Linked DNA regions of Mus musculus: region 1 is linked to region 2. Evidence: chromatin contacts called from public Hi-C data. All regions are on one chromosome and are shown on one strand. Each heading gives the region's core, a stretch centred on a gene start, on an enhancer-like site or on the middle of the called end of the contact. The rest is flanking DNA. Distances are from core to core; before and after follow the strand shown. Region 1 holds the start of Pth1r (parathyroid hormone 1 receptor). Region 2 holds the start of Cspg5 (chondroitin sulfate proteoglycan 5).

Evidence for each region. A called contact is a pair of places that touch in the nucleus more often than the background predicts.
Region 1: a Hi-C map of embryonic stem cells shows a contact between it and region 2, with 1.9 times the contacts expected there. The contact joins the promoter of Pth1r here to the promoter of Cspg5 in region 2. A contact is called at or near these places in 1 of 39 promoter capture datasets (pre-B cells) and 1 of 484 Hi-C or Micro-C datasets (embryonic stem cells).

The regions. Positions count from the first base shown.
Region 1 is chr9:110,740,074-110,744,617 of GRCm38.p6, reverse strand. Pth1r (parathyroid hormone 1 receptor) reads left to right here and starts at 2,008. Exons shown (of 14, transcript NM_001083936.1): 1 at 2,008-2,392. The coding sequence starts at 2,318. It overlaps Gm35775 (a long non-coding RNA gene), which reads left to right and starts at 2,816. Exons shown (of 2, transcript XR_379891.3): 1 at 2,816-4,544.
Region 2 is chr9:110,241,387-110,245,385 of GRCm38.p6, reverse strand. It overlaps Cspg5 (chondroitin sulfate proteoglycan 5), which reads right to left and starts at 1,603. Exons shown (of 5, transcript NM_013884.3): 1 at 1-1,603. It also overlaps the pseudogene Rn4.5s-ps2.

The DNA.
Region 1 (4,544 bases), core at 759-3,258, 500 kb before region 2:
TTTCTCTGATACCTGATGCTCAGGGAGATGGTAGGCTTGGAAGTCCAAAGTCTAGAACTCTGGTGTCCAGCGTGGAGTCCATAAACTCCATTCCCATCACGAGCTCCCATCTCTCTCACTTTCCCCAAGTCAAGAGTCTCAAGACAGCCACCAGCATTTGGAGGATAACATGATGGAGGGAGGTGAAGAACAAGAATAGGTGTCCTAGCTGAACCCGAGTCTTGTAGTCTCGAATTGCCCGAATTGGGGCTAGATCGAAGAACCAGGGATGCCTAGAAAGCAGCTGAATAGGTTGAGACATCTTAAAATACCTGGAATGGAAAAGGAACCCCTCTAAACCGGGAGTCCAACGAAGGTCCAGACCAAGGAGCACCACCAGAGTCTCCGATCCGCTAGACCCCAGGACTAGGAGTGGGACAGGGGATGAAGGACCAGTCTAGGGCGGGGCAGGACTCGAGGGCGTTGGCTGCATAGCCTGGTTCTAGCTGGAGGCGGAGCAGCTTCCCCAGGGTCCCCACATAGCCAGACCAGGAACCCCATGGGTACACGGGCAGCGCCGCGGCCCACGGCGCGAGAAATACCAGGAGGCTTCCCCAGTGGCTCCTCTCGTGTGGCCGCCCGCTCATCAGCAAGGGCCGGAAGATCGGGGTAGTGGGTGGGTGGTCTGTGCTTTCCCAAAGGAAAGAATAAAGCAAAAGCGAGACAACGTCCCAGCCACGGTTCTCAGGTCCCGATGTCAGAGCTCCCTAGACTGCGTCCCCGCAACACTTATCCTTCTGCTGAAAGACCCGGGGCAGGGTCTCTGGAGAGATGTCCCGGGATGGGGGACAGCGGGCTCGGCTCTGTCCTGCACACACCCGCCTGAGAGGCAGTGGCGGGGGCAGGGGCGGAGGAGGCCCGGGGAGGGCGCGGAGGGGGGGGGGAAGAGGCTCCGGGCCGTGGGGGGAGGGGAGCAGCAGACGCCGAGGCGAGGGACGCGCAAGGCGGGCGGCGTCTCGGAGCAGCGGCCGGGCGGGGGGCTCTGGAGGCCAGGCAGGCCAGGGGGGGATCCCGAGAGCTCCATGAAGTCCCCCCGGGGCTGCGGACGGGGCGCTGGCTTGGGGAGGCTGTCGGGGGGGCCCCGACATTCATGGCAAGGCGGGGGCCGCGGCGGCGAGCTCGGAGTAAGTCGGGGCTTGGGGGATGGGGGTGGGGGGTCGGGCGCGCGGGGCGCGGGAGGCCGGAGTCGGGCAGGAGGGGACTCGGGGCCCGGCCAGGGCGGGCCCGGCTGCCCCGTCTCCGTGTCAGTCTGCGGCGCCTCCTCGGAGCCCTGTGGAGTCGCCAGCCCCGCTGCCGCTCAGTTCGGTGGCTTTTTTGGAAACTTGCAAATGTTTTCGTAGAGGAGGGGAGGGGGGAGCGAGGGAGTGACCGAAACCGAGCTTGGGGCCGTTGGAATAGCAGAGGCCAAAGCCGGGGAGCGCGGGGAGGGTGGGTGGTGGGTGGACGGTAGCAAAGGACCGACTGACAAGCAGACAGGCAGCCTCAGCGTCGGGGCAGCAGAAACGCCCGTGCCGCTCGGGCGCACGCAGCGCGGGTTCGGAAGATGGGAAATGGGGTGCAGGGGGTGAGCAACAAGGTCACGGGGGTCCAGACTGAGACGGGGAGCCGGCCACGATGCCGCGGGAGAGCCGGGAGCTGGCGGCAGAAACGCCGAAGGGCTCAGTGTGGTTGCAAAAGTCAGGATGGCATCCCCTAGTTGCACGCCCCGCGCAACTCAAAACGCGCCCCCTGCCCCGCCCCGACTCCCCTGTTGCCCACTGCCGCGGAGCTAAAAATAACAGCCTGGTCGCCCCCCGCAGACCGCGACCCCGACCCCTCCCCCGCCCCTCCCCCACTGGGCGTGGAGCGAAGCCACGGCTCCCAGTTCCCCCAAAGAGGGGGGAGAAAAAAGACAGAGAGAAAGAAAGAAAGAAAAGGCGGCGCGGGAGGGGAGCGGGGGGCGGGCCGGGGGCGGGGGGCCCAGCCATATGGATGTGATTTCTCCGCTCCGAGGCAGACAGGCCGCTCAGCAGCGCTCGGCGCCCGCCCGCCGCCCGCCCGGCCTCAGGCTGCCTCCCTCCCTCCGCCCTCCCTCTCTCCATTGCGCCGGTTCGTTCTCTCGCTCGCCCTCGGCGAATGGGCCCCGCGTCGGGCTCCGGGGCCTCCGGCCGCCCGGACGCCGGGGTCCCCTAGGCCGGGGCGTGGGCGGGGCGGCCCGGCCTGACGCAGCTCTGCACCCTCCAACCATCACCAGGGCCGGCGGCGGCTGCCCCGAGGGACGCGGCCCTAGGCGGTGGCGATGGGGACCGCCCGGATCGCACCCAGCCTGGCGCTCCTTCTCTGCTGCCCAGTGCTCAGCTCCGCATATGCGCTGGTAAGTCTCTCTCCGTCCACACTCCAACACAGGACTCCTGGAATTGCTTTGGGGTTCCTGGGACGAGTGTAGGCACAAATTCTTGGGCTCTCCTTATAGTCTGAACTTTGGGATGGGACCTCCGAGCCCCCACCCCCCCAGCCATGAACCAGGAACCCTGGTGTCTGCTCTGTTTGGGGTGTCTTACCGTAGGTTCCAGATGCCTGAAGTTTCCCCACTTCTGAAGACTTGGCTTGGGGTCCTGGGTCTGGAAACCTGTGGTTGGAGTTCCCCTACACCATGCTTCTGTGAGCATATGGCTCTGGTCGTATGTATCTTTTTCAGTGGTAACTGTGCGATTCAGCGGGTTCTGGGTGTGGAGTATCACACACTGCGCTGGGGGCGGGGGGAGCTCCGTTTTTGCAAGTTTTGTTTGCACCCGGTGCTCAAAGCTGTGTGCAAGAAGTCAGAAATCACTTAGACTTGAGGGTAGGATTTAGAGCCCTCCTCAGTTCTCTGGATCCTACAGATGCACAGATGTATGCATGAATGGGACCGCTTTACCCAAAGTGGAAATCGGTTTGCCCAGGGAGGTGGGTGTGGTACAGAGGTCTTCCAAAAGACACTGATCTCATAGCACACCTTGCAGAAGATATGTGCTGTGGGACATGAGTGTGCTGATCTTTGGGGGGTACTGTGCGTGGTCTGAGGGTGAATACCAAGAAACAGACTAGTGGAGAGGGCCAGACAGACAAAGAAAGGGGTTAGGATGAGAGCTCTGGACCCCAGCGGAAAGAGACTCAGAACAGAAGACAACTAGAAAGCTGGAACTCGACCTCATCTTGGGCTAGGGTCTGTTAGCCATTTCTCAGAGAGGGGAGATTTTCTGTCCTCTCATTCCCTTAGTGGTCCCATCCCAAGTGCCTAACCTATTCTTGAATCAGTTTTTGTGCCTGACTTTGAGGTCTTGTTGCCCCCCACCCCGTACTCCACCCCTGACCAAGGTCTAGAGAGACAGAGCAAGTAGCTTCCTTCATAGGACAGTCCGGAGGTGCTCCGGACACGGGGGAGAGAGCTATTTGCTGAACTTTCCTCAGTGACTTCTGTGTGTGTACACATATATGTGCATGTGTCTCACATTCGAGGACACAGGAGCTGTGGGGCTCCCCCAGCTCAGCCTACAGCTGTGTGACCTTCGACTCTCTTTCTGCACACCTCAGTTGCCCATCTGTGAACAGAGAGCACGAGAGAAACATTTGCCTGACACCCTAGCAGTTTGATGTCCTCCTCCTGTGCCCATAGCCTCGATTCTAGTCCAGCAAAGGACAATCAAAGCCAGAGACTGTTCAGGAGGTGCTCCGGACACGGGGGAGAGAGCTATTTGCTGAACTTCCCTCAGTGACTTCTGTGTGTGTACACATATATGTGCATGTGGCTGTTGGGTACAATATCCTTCCTCAGTGTGTGCCTGAATGTTTATCGGCACAAGGCTTTATGGGCATCTGAGTCAGTCCGTAGGGTTGTGTGTACTCGAGTTCACATGTGATTGAAGCTCTGCATCCGCACATGACTCCGAGGGAAGCACAGCTGTCTAATGCATGTGTGTGCGTGCACGTGTGCACCCTATGGGTGTGCACACGGGTCCATTGTTTGTTCATTTGTATTCAACAAATGCCTCTGAGTTTTCTGTTCGTCAGTCTGTTGTTCTAAGCGCTTTACGAAGATCATCTAGTTAGGTTTTACCCACGACCCTTTGAGAAAGGTACTTGCCCTGTTTTGTTTTTTTATCTCAGGTAAATCCACAATCACTATGGCCATTGTCTCTTATGATAACCAAGTATCAAGCCCTGCAACCTCAAGTGTGGTGGAACCCCTAGGGCCCCATAGTTCTCTGTAGGGAAGTTGACGTATATGCAGAGAACTTCCTGGTTTAGAAGAGTCCTAAGCTGAAGGCAGAAAGACAGATGCTGGTGTGGCTATACAGGGACCATGCCCTGACTTTGGACCGTCTCCCGCTTCAACTCTAAGGGGTATATAGTCCAAGGGACGGAGGCAGGGGTATAGTCCAAGGAACAGGAGTTTGGCCAACTCACTCACCCACCACCCTGTGGGATCCCTGGGCTCAGCTGGAGTCAGCAAACAACTGGCAGCCTGTGCCATCTCTTTCCTAAGC
Region 2 (3,999 bases), core at 354-2,853:
CGCCCCCACTCCGCCCGCCCCGCAGCACGTCGCGTTGACGCCGGCCCCTCTCGGTCTTCCTCGCCAGGGGACAGTCAGACCCCTCTGGCACGGGACGTGGAGAGCGATGCAAGCGCGGCGCGCAGGGGCGGCAGCAGAGCCACTGGGGGAAGCCGACAGGTGCACCGGCGGCAGCCCACGGGGCCCGCTTGCGCTTCCAGTGCTGAGCGCGCTGGGCCGCGGACCTGCGAGGAACCCACCCGCCACGCGCGCGCAGGGGAGGCGGGGACGTCGCGGGCTCCGACACCCGCAGGCTCGGGGCGGGGCTCGGAAGGGCCACAGGGGGCGGAAGCCCGCGCCCCCAGTGTGGAGAGAGCGGAGCCCGGGGCACGGACTGTCCGGTGCCAATCCAGAATTCGGTGTCCAGAAGGTTCTCCAGTCCGACTCTAAGTCTTCTTCCGGAGAGCAGGGAGAACATCGACAGAGCCTGGCAAGGAGGCGAATACTACGGCCTAGGCTCTAATTGGATCAGACCTAATCTGTCCACAGCCAAAGCCATTAGTTTAAATCTTGCACAGCCAGGTCCACCCAACGTGTTATCCGGTCCCCAGTATTTGGACTCCACCTTGCGTTTTCTAAATCCAGGGCGGCCTTCCGCAGGTGACCAGTACTACCCAAACCCAAGTTCCTGGTTAAACCAAGAGGTCTAGATCACTGCCAGGTGCACATGCAACGTGGAGAGAGAGGTCTCTGTTCCTAACCCAGGTTCACTGCTTACTGGGAGACCTGTTGGAAGGGAGGCAGAACTACAGCTTAGTCACCTGGCTTTCCCCGCCTCCAAATAGCCTACATATTGATGTTTTATTATCGACCTAAATGATCATGTTCAGCTCAGTCCAAGGGTTAGTCCAAGGGCGATGCTGGTGTTGATAGTCTTCTGTCAGTGACCAAATATGAACAAGATGGAGGACCATCATTTAATCTGTCTCATACCTGTCTTCTAGTGAGTTGCCTTGGTTCAACACTCCTTTTCTCTCACAAGTATGGTTGCAGCTTAGAGTCCCCTCAAGGCTGACAAAATTCCAGCAGCTAGGCTCTTATATCCTGGCTCGGAGGTGGCTATGTAGGGTCTGTATGACATCTAGAGAGTGGCAACCAGACATACGTGTCCTAGTTTGGAGTTCCAGTCAAGAGGGGGCTTGCTTACCCAGATATAATACCTATTTCTCTCTTCAATTCCTGGGTGGTAGTTGTCAAAAGTGGATGTTGGTGGAAGTTCCTACCACACAGGAGATCCTATGTAAGTCCTTTCATGCTAGGGCATGGTCACAATAAAGTCTTTTCCTACTTATGGTAAAACACTTAAGAGTTAGGGAGAGCACTTGCCTAAAATGAGTGAGACTTCAGGTTCAATTCCTAGTACTGCAAAATAATTGTATTTGCTGGTTATGGTAGCTTATGTCTGTAATCCCTGTCTAGAACCAACTAACCAACCAAATCCTTCTATCTACCCTATTTCCCACCCGTAACTATCCTTTTAAATTCTGTTTTGATCAGTAGAACAAACAAGCGAATGTGAAATATTTCCTTCCTCAACTATCTTCTCCCCTCCCTGCAGAGAAATTCTGCTACCACTTTTTTCAATTTTGTTTAAGTTGTCTGAAACTGAACCCAGGGCCTTGTGCATGCAAGTAAAGTGATGTCAGTGAGCTATATATCCAGCACCAATTTGGTACTAAGCAAGCAAGCAAGCAAGCAAGCAAGCAAGCAAACCAACCAACCTCTGGCCTTCTGCTCCTCCCTAACACTGAGAACAGAGTAATTGGGCAATGCCCATTCTGTGGTGAGAAGAACAAGATTTAGCATCAAATCTGTGTGTCCCCCGAGTTAGTCACTGGCGACTCCAGCATGAAAGGATCTGGCAAGCAGTGTCAAATGTATGGTGTGTGCGTGCATGAAGTGATATGAGAACTAGAACAAGGAAACCACCACTGCCTATCTATAGCTTCCACGTGTCCTCTATTCACATCATGCGCCATCTGGGCGCTACACATGCTTTGTATGGCAATGGCTTCTTCATGCCTCTTTCCTACTGTTTTGGTAATTTGTCTCCAAAGCCAAGCAGAGCCATAAAGACCATTGCCATGACTGCCGTACACACCCTTAAGTGCAGAAAAGACACCTGCTTCACTGATGCTACCACCACTGCTCCCATACCATGACCACACATAATTTGGTCTGGATGGAGAACATCAATTTGACTTTAAATCCTCAGTATAAACACCAACATATTCAAATTTTGGCTTTCCTTTTTAAAAGCTGTATTCATCTGAATATGGAGGCTTCTTATATCACCCTTTAAATTCATGTACACGGGTGTTTTGCTTGCAAGTATCTGCACAACACCCATATCTGGTATCCAAAGAGTCAGAAGAGTCAAGCGCTAGAACTGTTGTTACAAACAGTTCTAAGTCGCTGTTTGTGCACTACAGACCCTCATTTCCTTTCTTGCATTTCAAAAGGAGCAGGATGCAGAGTAGGACAATAGAAGCCTTGTCTCCTTACCCAGCCCAGCATCCACTTTTACCTGGGCATTTAATGCTTCAGCCCCTTGAGACCTTCCCTCATAACCCAGGTTGGCAACAATCTTTACAGACCTGAAGCCAACCTTAAATTCCTAACCCTCCTGTCTCTACCTCCCATGTTCCAGGAGTACAGGTATGCCGCTATGCTGCTATGTCTAGCTGTTACTAATGACCACCACAGAATGATCAAGCTTCTGATCTTAGGCATGGAGACAAGCGATTGCTTTTGTGGGGGGTGGGGTGCAGAATGGGCTACTAGGAATAGGTCTACTCACACCATTCCTGGTAGGAAGGGACGGGCTAAAGGGCTTTTGTGTTGACAAAACTTCCTCACAAAGACTGAGTGTTCTCATTTCAGAAAAGGGTTATCACAAACCTTGGGGTGGTTATTTTGCCAGGCAATGGTTTGTTATTATGATGCAAAGGGATTTTGAATTTATTAACTAACTCTAAAGCCAGGCCAGTTAGGAGAAAACACTCAACTAATGCAGATGACACCTGCTGCCTGGGAAGAGGACTAAGGACTTCTCAGGGACCCTGCAGGTGTTGCAGAATAAGATGACCCTTAGCTGGGTGGCACATGGTCAGTAGATGCAGGAAGATCAGAAGCTGAAGGTTGTCCTGGGATACATGAAGGCAGGGATGCTACAATCCAGATGGCTATCAGAAGTCTGTCAGTGTCAAGGCCAAGCCAGACTCACGACCTCTCAGCCCCACACTTGCTCCGTGTGACCGTAGGAGAGCCAACCACAGGTGGCTAGGAAAGGAGAAAGATCTAGCTCCCTTACTGTCAGGTGCCTACGGTGCTGTCACTACTTTGCTAAGGTTTTCACGAACTACCTTTAGGGCAGGTGGTCTCTGTCAGCACAGCTGCTCTCCATGAAGCTACAAGAGCATTCAAAAGCTTGCCAGGGGTGGGGGGCGCGGACAAGTAGTTAAGGATTACCCCCAGATTTCTTTCTTTTAATGTGTAGCCCAGGCTGGCCTCGAACTCGTGATCCTCCTGCCTCTGCCTCCCTTCAGCAAATCCTACCAGCGTGTGCCACCACAACCGACTACCTCCAATTTCTGCATAGCAGAAAAACAAACACAGGAACCCCCTGGTTTTCTCAGGAGTCAGAACAGAGTCGGCTGGTCCCAGAAGGTACAAGGGTATTAATTGTAACAGGTTCACTAAATTTCCCGTCTCATTAGCCATCCCTACATCCCTGGGACAGGGATTATCTGCGTAGCTCTGGCTGTCCTCAAACTCCGAGATCTGCCTGCCAGTGCTGGGATTAAAGTGTTACCACAGCCAGGCCACTATCAGCGTCTTCAGCCCTTTGAAAATGCAAAAGCTATGAAAGAAGTCAACCATGCCAACCACGCCTGGCTCCCGCTATCCATTCTTTCTTCTGCTTTTTCCCAGATGGCATTTCTCTCTGTGTAGCCTTGG